Linked DNA regions of Sus scrofa: region 1 is linked to region 2. A link is a contact called in public Hi-C data. All regions are on one chromosome and are shown on one strand. Each heading gives the region's core, a stretch centred on a gene start, on an enhancer-like site or on the middle of the called end of the contact. The rest is flanking DNA. Distances are from core to core; before and after follow the strand shown.

What was found. Hi-C and Micro-C count contacts between places; a contact is called where the count stands out from the background.
Region 1: a Hi-C map of fetal liver shows a contact between it and region 2, with 14 times the contacts expected there. The contact joins the promoter of LOC102166270 here to the enhancer-like site in region 2. A contact is called at or near these places in 1 of 5 promoter capture datasets (fetal liver) and 4 of 47 Hi-C or Micro-C datasets (embryonic fibroblasts, fetal heart ventricle, fetal liver and 1 more).

Annotation. Positions count from the first base shown.
Region 1 is chr10:15,316,168-15,322,002 of Sscrofa11.1, reverse strand. LOC102166270 reads left to right here and starts at 4,518. Exons shown (of 12, transcript XM_021064450.1): 1 at 4,518-5,205. It overlaps EXO1 (exonuclease 1), which reads right to left and starts at 4,447. Exons shown (of 15, transcript XM_021064446.1): 1 at 4,326-4,447; 2 at 3,718-3,908; 3 at 2,358-2,531; 4 at 1,463-1,582. The coding sequence starts at 2,518.
Region 2 is chr10:10,921,162-10,926,695 of Sscrofa11.1, reverse strand. No RefSeq gene overlaps it. Among named protein-coding and RNA genes, the nearest start is that of DUSP10, 18 kb to the right of the region's middle. Within about 2 kb of position 4,170, at least 13 of the 83 cell types and tissues checked have an H3K27ac peak or open chromatin away from gene starts, as enhancers often do. A contact at or near this core is called in fetal liver and liver, where this site is marked.

The DNA.
Region 1 (5,835 bases), core at 3,269-5,768, 4.4 Mb before region 2:
TTCCCACCAATGGTGCAGGAGGTTCCCCTTTCTATACACCCTCTCTAGTATCTGTTATTTGTAGACTTTTTTTTTTTTTTTGCCACAACCACAGCATGGGGAAGTTCCTGGCCAGGGACTAAACCTGTGTCACAGCAGGACCTGAGCTGCTGCAGTGACAACAATGGATCCTTAACCTGCTGTGCCTGGTTAGGCACTTCCTGTAGACTTTTTAATGATGGCCATTCTGACTGGCGTGAGGTGTTCCCTCATTGTAGTTTTGATTTGCATTTCTCTAATAATTAGCCATGTGGAACATCTTTTCATGTGCCTGTCAGGCATCTGTATGTCTTTGGAGAAATTCTGTTTAGGTCTTCTGTCCATTTTTGGATTGGGTTGTTTGTCTTTTTGATATTGATCTGTATGAGCTATGCGTATATTTTGGAAATTAAGCTCTTGTGGGTTGCATCATTTACAAATATTTTCTCCTCGTCTGTAGGTTGTCTTTCATTTTTTTATGGTTTCCTTTGTTGTACAAAGGCTTATAAGTTTGATCAGGTCACATACGTTTATTTTTGCTTTTATTTCTATCGTCTTAGGAGTCTGACCTAAGAAAACACTGGTACGATTTATCGGTGAATATTTTGCCTATTTTCTCCTTAATTGATTGCCTACATTGTAACTTCATTGATTTACATGCAGCTGTCCAACTTTTCACCACCTGCTCAAGAGACTCACTTTTCAACTAGAAATAAGAAATAATGTTACAAAACAATCAACCCAGAAGTTAAGCAAGGTAGAAGCTATGTATTAGAAATTAATGATCACTGTAAAAAGAATAAAATTAGTCTATTTTAAAAAATGATGAAGATTGACAGAATGAATACCAAAAAAATTACTGATGTCTTCTTTATAAGAAACAAACCTGAAACCATGACATAGTAAAAATGAAAATAAAGATACGAGGAACGTACAAAAGAAGTTGTTAGAATAATATGACAGAATAAATTTTAGAACAAAAAGCACAGAGATGAAAAGTCACTACATATTGTTTCAATTTGCCACCAAAATACACCAAATTCTGAACGTGAATGTAACCCATAAAATAGCTTCAAAAGAAAGGAAGCAAAAAATGGACAGAACCACAAGATAAATGACAATTCCACTATCACGGTGAAATTTGAACATACTTTTCTCAGTAACTGCTGGATTAAGTAGACATATAAACAAACAAGCAAAAAACCCCACCAAAAAATCCTTATCCCTGATAAGGCTATGGAAGATTTGAGCACTACGGTCAATAAGCTTGATTTCCTGGACAGACAGGAAACCTTCCACTCAGTAACTGAAGAACACACATTCCTTTCTAGCACACATGGAACGTTAGGGTGCTCTGTTCGTGCCACAAACAAAAATCACAAGAAATTTCTATCATATAGAGCACAGTGTTAGACCTTCAAGTAAAGTTAGAGAATCAACTTACTCTCTTCTGGACTTCTCCACTTCCTTTTTAGAAGGTAGAGTACATCCATCAAATACCAGGATAGGCTTGATCCCATGAGACAGTAACATATTTACAAATTTCATACAAAATCCTACATACCTAAAAATGAAGAAAAACATTTAAGGAATAAAGAAAAACATATATTCACCTTTCGACAATGACTTCTCCTCTGCTCTCCATCCCACACCCTCCACCCCAACCCCATCTTCTGCAACCAAAAAGATCATTATCCATTGTGCTTAAGTCAATCATACTAAGATCTGTGGGCCTTTCCACTAGAAGATAAATGATATATTGCTAAAAAGAAAATACACAAGTGTCCAAATCTCTGTGGAAAATCTCTGTCCCCAACTATGTTATGCTCGCTTGTTTTTCTATTGTTCCTATTTAAAATATAAACAGAATATTTGCCTTGCATCACATAAGGTCACAGAATCAGGACTGGATGTCAACATGGCCACGTTTTTTAGCCTCAAGTAAAGTAAAAGGATCAGAACTCACCTTGTCCCTTAGAAGCAACTGCCTTGCTTTGTTAACAGGGTTTAGCAGTGCATTGACTGTACCCAAGAAAGTGGGAGTCTGACATCGTCACAGATTTTTAGGCAATTGTGACAAGGGTAATCTTAGATAAAGAATAAAGGAGACAGTCTGGTCTTTGCCCACTAGTGTCCTAATACTCTGGCTTATGAGAAAGACTGCAAACCGGGCCTGTATCACAGAAGGAAATATTTCCTGATTTGGCAATATCCTAAAGCACACACTCTCCCTTTGTGATAAACCTGGCATTGAATGAGAATGATCCCACTGAAGAATTAGTCTTCATTATAAATCTTGTTCTTAGTTGGCAAAGAATTAATACAAGGTTCAAACTTACTTATCGGTAGGCTCGCCTTTGGCTAGTTTTTCAGCACAAGCAACAGCTCCTTTGTGAAGCCAGCAGTATGTATCCACAGCTACTACCTGACCTTTATACTTCCTCACGTGGACAGGTTCAGAAGCTTCTTTGATAAACTGCAGTAATCCTTGGATCCCCATAGTGCCAAGTTAACTAGAGGATGTGAAAAGAGAAAGGGAAAGCAGCAATATTTAAAGCAAATTATATTTACCCCCAAATTTTTGAAAAATAAAGAAAGAGAGCTTGGAAACTGAAACAGCAGCTGCTGTTGTTTAGATATTTGAGAATCAATGCAGTTTATTTTATTTATTTATTTATTTTTGCTTTTTAGGCCCCGAGATCAAACCCATGCCACAGCAGTGACCTTGGCAGCTGCAGTGACGGCACCAGATCCTTGACCTGGTGCGCCACAGGAGAACTCCATAAGCTATACTTTTTTCAGGCCTGAAAATTTACTATTATCGGGATGCTTTATTCCAAGTAATGACCATTCTGTGAATCAGCAGTGGTGGTGCCCGGAGGCACCTCCATCAGACTCTGCAAGCTCCAGGCAAAATAATATGAAACTGTGCCTGCTGTGAAAAAACAGCTGCACAATAAACGCTTTAATTCCCCACCCACTTCCATCCAGGTTGTAGCACCAAGCCCTTTCCACACAGAAACCTGAAGATGCCACAATCCTCCCCATCTCCAACTCCCCATAATAAAAAACAAAAGCAGGAGAATCCCATCCTGGTGCAGCAGAAATGAATCCAACTAGTATTCATGAGGACACGGGTTCAATCCCTGGCCTCTCTCAGTGGGTTGGGGATCCAGTGTTGCCGTGAGCTGTGATGTAGGTTGCAGAATCAACTTGGATCTGGCATTGCTGTGACAGTGGCACAGGCCGGCAGCTGCAGCTCTGATTCGATTCCTAGCCTGGGAACTTCCATAAGCTGCAGGTGCTGTCCTAAAAAGCAAAAAAAAAAAAAAAAAAAGTGAAAGTGGCAGACACTGCGTATTTCTTAACATAACTCTCTCCTATCAGACATTAAGTTTGGAAGGAAAGGAAGGAAGTACCCACAGGTTCAGATATCAGACTTACCCTGTTGATACACTCTAATCCAGGAATAAATTTCAGTTCCTCTGCAGATTCTCAACTCCACTTCTAGTGACTAGGATTCACTAGTTGTGGAGTGAGATGGGAATTCTGAATTTTAAACACAGGCAATTTGGATGCAGGTGGTCCTCAAGCCACAGTTTGGGGAAAAGCTATTAGCTTCCTACCACTCAGATGTTCCTAAAAAGTTTTCTTTCACTCTGAGGAAAACTAAAATAGTAAATATTTCATGAAGCTTACATATTTCTTCTAAGTTGGGTAAATATTCTCCAGTATGTGTTTCTTTTTCAGCACAATGAGGAGAGAGGAGGGAGGCACAAAGCATCCTCAAGAGATGGTTCCAGGACAGGTAGTAGTGACGTCACCGATCCATCCAGTCTCACAGGGACTGGCAGGTCAGCCCAGAAGCCGGTTCCAGGAGTTCCTGTGATCTGCGCAAAGTTAAGAAAACAATGTACTTGTCAACATTTGGAAACTGGGAGTTTGAGCATAAAACCGGCCGGTTAGCTTTTGCAGAAAAACAAGAGGACCCTCCCTCAGTCGGCCAAACCGCACTCCCAGGCCAGGTGAGCCCGCTCCATCGGTCCATACTTTCCTGCAACAGGAGCTCCGCTCGCTCGCTCGCTCGCGGGTGCTTCGCCAGCCGCCCCCAGGGCCACTGCAAGGCCTGGCGCGCCTCAGACCATCCCTTTCCCACCCTAAGATCCTAGATCCCCAGAGCTGGAGCGGGTACCAGTAGGCAGACACCACGGGCCGCCCACCCCTCTCGCTTCCCGGGAAAGGCCATCCGTCCGGTTGAGCGCAACCGGATGGGGGCTCTGAAGCCTCTCTGCATGGTCCCCACTCACGTGGTCCGGTACAGGCGAGACTGAGGCACGGAAGTCAAGGAACAGGCAAGCAGCGCAGCGCTCAGCACTGCACAGACCGCCGGACCTTTCAATTTGCGCGGGATGGGCGGGGGGCCCGCCCAGGGGAAGTGACATCACAACCTCGCGCCGCCGGCACCGCCTCCCAGCACCTCCCGCTTCCGGCCTGGACCGTGGCCTAGACGCTGCAGTGCTGGTGGCCGGGTGGCTGACCATGGAGTCCTGGGCTTCTTTGTGGAGGGGTGAGAACAGAACTGGCTGTGCTGCCACCGGGGCGCGGCACCTGGAAAGTGCTTTTAAGTTCCTGTCTCTGGGAGTCGTGAATCTCTCCGGACTGCAGCCTGAGGTCCTGGCGCTTAAGCTCCACGAGCGCCGCCGCAGCGTGTTTGGCTTGAGGTTTCTAAACCTAAAAAGATCCCTGACTGGAGTAGCCCTTGGGTTGTGCTGCTGCCCCTCCTCCTCACAGGCAGCTGCACGTGGGCTGCTCGGACACAAACTGCAGCTTAGGTACACGTTCCTTGGATTCTCCTGTAGCCTTTTGGAAAGGGAAGGAGCACTTACTAAATTCACTGGGAAGTGACAGAGAGCCTTTCCTTGGCCAGGTTGGACAGGTGCTTCTGCCCTCTTCTCAACTAGTTCTCAACCTTGGCCTCTAAAGACTTAGGCACTAAGACGGTTTTGAACATCAAGTTGGCATCGCTAGGATGACTCCAGCTCCACTTAGAATGCCCTGCCTGACAAAGCTCAAGGTGCCAAGAGAATTTAGCATTTGTTCAGCCAACACCAGAAGAGAGTCTCTGCTCCTCAATGTCTCTAGGAGAGGAGGAGCCTAACTTCCATAAACTCTGCTTAGTGTCCCCAGGTGAGTCTCCAACTTTCCCTTCTCGATTTTTAAAAAATTCTCACTACCTGAATCTCTTGAGTCACCACACACACACACACCCATTCCCTCTTTAAACTGCCCAGCCACTTCTGTACAAATCCAGGATGAGTCATTTCATGCTTGACACATCCCTGTTTCGGTATATTATTGACGAAAATCTGCCGTGATCACTTTACCTAGTGTCCAGCTTAATCTCTGGCAGAAGCCTGGGAAAACTTTATAACCAGTCCTGAAAATGGACCAATGTGCATACACTTTGAAGACATTTCTGACTTTGGAGGCCACTTGGGGGGAAGCTTCTAGTCCTAATAACACTAAACCTGGTTGCTGTCTTCTTAGGAGTATTGTAGTTAAGGAAATAAATGAGGAAGTTCCTGTTGTTGATGCGTTGATTCTGGCACATCAGAAGTGATTCCAACACGATTCCAATGAGTAGTATCCATGATGATGAGTGTTCGATCCCTGGCCTCAGTGGGTTGGGGAATCCTGTATTGCCTTGAGCTGTGGTGTAGTTCTCAGATGAGGCTCAGATCCCAAGTTGCTGTGACTGTGGTGTGGGCCCACAGCTGTAGCTCCGATTGTGCCCCTAGCCTGGGATTTTCCATATGC
Region 2 (5,534 bases), core at 2,921-5,420:
TTTTCAGACATTTATGAAGACCCTGAAAATTATGACACACATAAATGGAAAGATACCCTGTGCTCTTAGAAGAATTCACTTTGTTCAAATGTTCATTCTGCCCAAGGAAATGATACTTGAATGCTGGCCCCTCCCCAAATTCCAACAGTCTTTTCCCCAGAAGTAGAGCAAATCCTCCTATGGTTTGTGTGGAGCCACAAAGGACCCCAAGGAGCCAAAGCAACCCTCGGAAGGGACAGGAGGCTGGAGGCGTCTCCCTGCCTGACTTCACTCTGTTGTGAAGCTACAGTCACCAGCAGAGTGTGGAACTGGCTCAAAAACAGGTGCCTGGCCCAGAGCAAGAGGACAGAGCCCAGAATTCAACCCACAATGAGCGGGTCAGTGTGTTCATGACAAAGGGGCCAAGGCCACATCATCCCCACAGAAAGTGCTGCTGGGAAAACTGGATACCACGTACCATTTAAGGAGAGTGGACACCATCCACACCACACACAAAACAGACCAAAAACCCCCAACTTTCAACCTGGAGCCCTTCTTGCAGCCTCTGAAGGCGGACCCCCCTCTGGCGCACACGGGAAGCTGGAAGTTTCTGCTCAGCTTTTCCTCCTGTGCCAGCTGGTTGGCAGGAAACCTAGCTCCCGTCAGTGTAGATACAGCCTCTTGACATCCTAAAGCTGAAAGCCCCTCAAGTCCAAAGCAGACAGAGCTCTGCCAACAGAGATGCCGTCGATCGTCCCGATCGTCCCAGGGAAGCAGAAGCCACAGGCCCGAGGAGCCTCAACTCCCTTCAGCTACACAAAGCAGGGTCCTCCAGGGCCACGCCTGCCCCGTGGGTGCCACTACAGGAACTCCTAGAGGGCTTGGTTTGGTTTGGTTTTTTAGGGCTGCCAGAAGTTCCCGGGCTAGGGGTCAAATGGACTTGGTAAAATTAAGACTTCTACTCTGTGAAAGGCCTTATTCAGAAAATCAAAAGACAAGTCACAAACTGAGAGAAAACTATCTGCAAACACATATCGAACAAAGTATCTGCTTCAAAATATACAAAGAATTCTAACAAAGCAACTCCATTAAAAATAGGGAAAGCTCTGGAGTTCCTCTCGTGGCTCAGTGGTTAACGAACTAGACGAGAATCCATGAGGATGCGGGATCAATCCCTGGCCTCCCTCAGTGGGTTAAAGGTCCGGCATTGCCGCGAGCTGCGGTGTAGTTTGCAGAATCGACTTGGATATGGCATTGCTGTGACTGTGACATAGGCTGGCAGCTGCAGCTCTGATTTGACCCCTAGCCTGGGAACCTCCATATGCCGAGGATGCGGCTCTTAGAAAAAGCAAAAAGACAAAAAAAAAAAAAAAAAAAAAAAAAAAAAGAGCGGCTACCAGTAGGGACACACCAAGGGCTCTGCACAGCCCACCCCTCTCGCTTTCTGGGAAAGGCCATCTGTATGGCCAAGCGCAGCCGGATGGGGGCTCCGAAGCCTGTCCCCATGGTCCCCACTCATGTGGTCCGGTGCAGGCCAGACGGAGGTGTGGAACTCCAGGAACAAGCACCTGGCACAGCACAGCACAGACCACCGCCAGACCTTTCAATTTGCGTGGGATGTGCGGGGCCCCGCCCAGAGGAAGTGACGTCAGGCCCTCGCGCCGCTGACGCCACCTCCCAGCGCCCCTCGCGTCGGCCCAGGTTGTGGACTAGGCGCTGCGTTCCCCCTGGCCCGGTCTCTCGGCCTTGGGGTCCTGGGCTTCTTTGGGGAGGGGTGAGAGCCAAGCTGGCTCTGCTGCCACCGGAGCAAGGCACCCAGGAAGTGCTTTGAGTTCCTGTCTCCGCATGGGAGTCGTGAATCTCTCCAGACTGCAGCCTGAGGTCCTGGCGCTTAAGCTGCAAGGGCGCCGCCGCCATGTGTTTGGCTTGAGGTTTCTAAACCTAAAAAGATCTCCGACTGGAATTGTCCGTAGCCCTAGGGTTGTGCTGCTAACTTGCCTCATTACAGGCAGCTGCAAACTGTGCAGCTTAGGAACATGTTCCTTGGATTCTCCCGGTAGCCTTTGGGAAAGGGAAGGAGCACTTACTAAATTCACTGGGAAGTGACAGAGAGCCTTTCCTTGGCCAGGCTGGACAGGTACCTGTGCCCTCTTCTCAACTAGTTCTCAACCTTGGCCTCTAAAGACTTCAACAAGCAGTAAAATGGTTTTGAACATCCAGTCCGCATCCCTAGGATGACTCCAGCTTCATTTAGAATGCCTGCCTGACAAAGCTCAAAATGCCAAGAGATTTGAGCGTTTGTTCAGCCAACGCCAGAAGAGAGTCTCTGCTCCTGAATGTCTCTAGGAGAGGAGGAGCCTACCTTCCATAAATTCTGCTTAGTGTCCCCAGGTGAGTCTCCAACTTTCTTTTCCCGATTTTTAAAAAATTTTCACTACCTGAATATATTGAGTCACCACACACACCCATTCCCTCTTTAAACTGCCCAGCCACTTCTGTACAAATCCAGGGTGAGTCATTTCATGCTTGACACATCCCTGTTTCAGTATATTATTGACAAAAATTTGCCATGATCACTTTACCTAGTGTCCAGCTTGATCTCTGGCATGAGCCTGGGAAAACTTTATAACCAGTCATGAAAATGGACCTATGGTGCATACACTTTAAAGACATTTCTGACTTTGGAGGCCACTTGGGGGGAAGCTTCTAGTCCTAATAACACTCTAAACCTGGTTGCTGTCTTCTTAGGAGTACTGTAGTTAAGGAAATAAATCAGGAAGTTCCTGTTAAAAAAACAAAACAAAACAAACAAACAAACAAAAAACACGCAAAAGAAAACCCTTGGCCAGACTGCAAATATTTATAATCACATGCTTCTTGGCTTCACAGAAAAAGTTGATTCTGGAGTCCTTTCAAAGATGCCCCAGAGAAGAGTTCCCTCTGTGGCTCAATGGGATCAGTGGCATCTCTGCATCTCCAGGACACAGATTTGATCCCCAGCCCATCACAGTGGAACAGTGTTGCCACAGCTGCAGCATGGGTCACAACTGTGGCTGGGATCCCATCCCTGGCCCGGGCGGGAACTCCATCTGCCCTGCAGTGGCCCAAAAAGAGAACAAAACAAAACAGCAAAAGATGGCCTGCCTGTGTGTACAGTGGAATTTGAATAACCAAAGGTGTGCTTAGGCCCAGCTCTCCAGACATTCACCCAAGACAGAACAGGAAGTCCCAGGGAGCAGGTACTAATGAGGTGGCCTCGTTTCCATGACTACCACTCTAACACCTGGTGGAGTGACTGGTTCCACGAGTTGTATGATAGTAAAGCTATTCCAGACCCTGGCATGAACAACTGCCTAGGAGCAACGACCAGAACTCAAGAGTCGCCTGCATTGCTTGTGTCACGGACCTCTTTGGCGACTTCGCACAAGTCAGTTCACTTTTGTCAATTTCATGCCCCTTTCTTGGAAAAAGAGAGGATGCCTTAAACCACAGCTAGGTTCCCTTCCCAGCCTGACATAGTGTCCTCTGCAAGGGTCCACGAAGGACGTCATTGCTGGGCATGAGTAGGAATGGAACGTGGTACGATGCCTGCCGGATGCAGAAGAGAAGGCGTCCAGTCTGCCCAAGGGTCCCATCTCTGTGACATCCCCCTGTGCCGGGACCACTGGACAAGTGATAAATGGTAAGTACCACTCACGGGGGAAATATTGTATTTTCTTCTCTGGGTGTAAGGTCACCCTGTTGTGACCATGTGTATAAAGACTTGGGGTGTGTATGCAGGTGGCCCCGCAGAGAAAGAAGTGTGCCACGTGAGTGAATTCCCAACAAAGCCAAGCTTATTGCTGCAGACCTCAACACGCCTCTCACCAGGGCTAACCTATTTTCCTCGGGGCTGGCACGAGGAACACCCACTGGGATTCTGTGCTGAGCTCTGGTGATAGGCTGTGGCAAAGAGGATAGGTCTGACCCCAGATAACTAGGCACTTTAATCTTTAAAGCTTTAGATTTTTTTGCTTCCTTGCTTCTTTGTTTGTTTGTGTTCTTCCCTCTGCCATCTGCTCGCTCAGTGCCCTAGCTTTTTAGTTTTGATTTGCATTTGTCTGTTGCATGCACGAAGGCCTGGTGGAGGGCCTGAAGGCAAGGCCATGCTTCCCCTGGGTTTGTTATCTGAGTTTCCTGACAGCTCCTTTCTCAGAATGAGGCTTTTGTAACTTCCTCTCAGAATGACAGAGCTGCAAGGCCCATCTTCCCTAGTTACTTGAGTAGGAAAGCCTGCATTTAGAAATCAGGAATTAATCCGTGAGCGAAACAACTCCTGTTTTAAATAGAGAGGCTATGGGCATTGTGGGAAAATCGGGTATTGTCCAATCAGGAGAGGGCCTTGCTCTCTGAGTTGTGAATGACCCCTCCCTCCTTGAACTTCCTGTTCTCTTATCTGCAGATGAGAATAGGAACACGCTGCAGAGCAATGTGAAGTTCAAACGCTATAGTGTGTGTGAATACACTTGGTTAAGGACAAGGTGGAATATAATGGAAACTATTATTATGACACACCATTGCGCTATAGTTATTTGTGGGCCGAACTCATGCTCTACACTGTAAGCTATTTTAGGACGGAACGTTTGCCTTAGATCCAAGGGTGACATAGGAAATATTTAACAATCGGCAGGACGTCAGCCAATCAGGTTGGACACTGACCTAATCAGAACAGAAGTTGGCTGTAAACAGCCAGAATGCTGAAGCCAAGGGCTCAGACCAGCCCTGCCCACACCATGGATGCTTCCAGCAGGACTAGTACAGTGCCTTGTTTAGTAAAAGGATGCGCTGTGAATGAATTGAAAACAGTATCCGCTTTAAAAACATTTCTCACAAAATTGTTAGAGGAAATGCTAACGTAAAAAACATGAACTACCCCCCCCCTTATTTCCCCAAGATTTCTCAGTGGTATATGATCGATCCCTGCCCTATTTGACTTCCGAACAGAATAGTTTTTCCAAGTTCAGTTCCAGGGACGAATCCCTGAACACCTGAAGCCTCTTTTCTTTTACCCGAGTTACAGAGTCATTAACCCAGACTTTTGAGAAATGTTATTATTAGAACTTTAATCACCCATGTCCTCCTTTTCAGTTCTTCCTAAAATTACTTTCTGGCAATAATAATTATGTCAATCGGGGGCCAGCCAAATATAGCTGTGGCCCTTGAGCCAAATCAAGACGGGAGTTTCCAGCCATGATCTATTATTTGGCTCCAAACGGTTGTGCCAGTTTCTCCCCCCAATGCCACCTCACCCCCACCTGCCGTCTGTCCGATCTGTCATCCTCTGGCGTAAAGTGGCAGATGGGGCCTAAGGAACAGGGTAGAATGTCAGAACCTCGTCTGTCATACATCTCTTGCTAGTTTGGAGTCTGGGGCCTTATTCTGTATCTTAAAAGAATGCAGAGGCCAAAAGGAGATGGTAGGTAAATAATGTCTAAGTCAAGGGCAGAAGCCCAAATGGCAGAGGTGTTGAGGGTGGTGGGTGGAAGGACAGTGACATGTGGGTTGGAAGAGAGAGA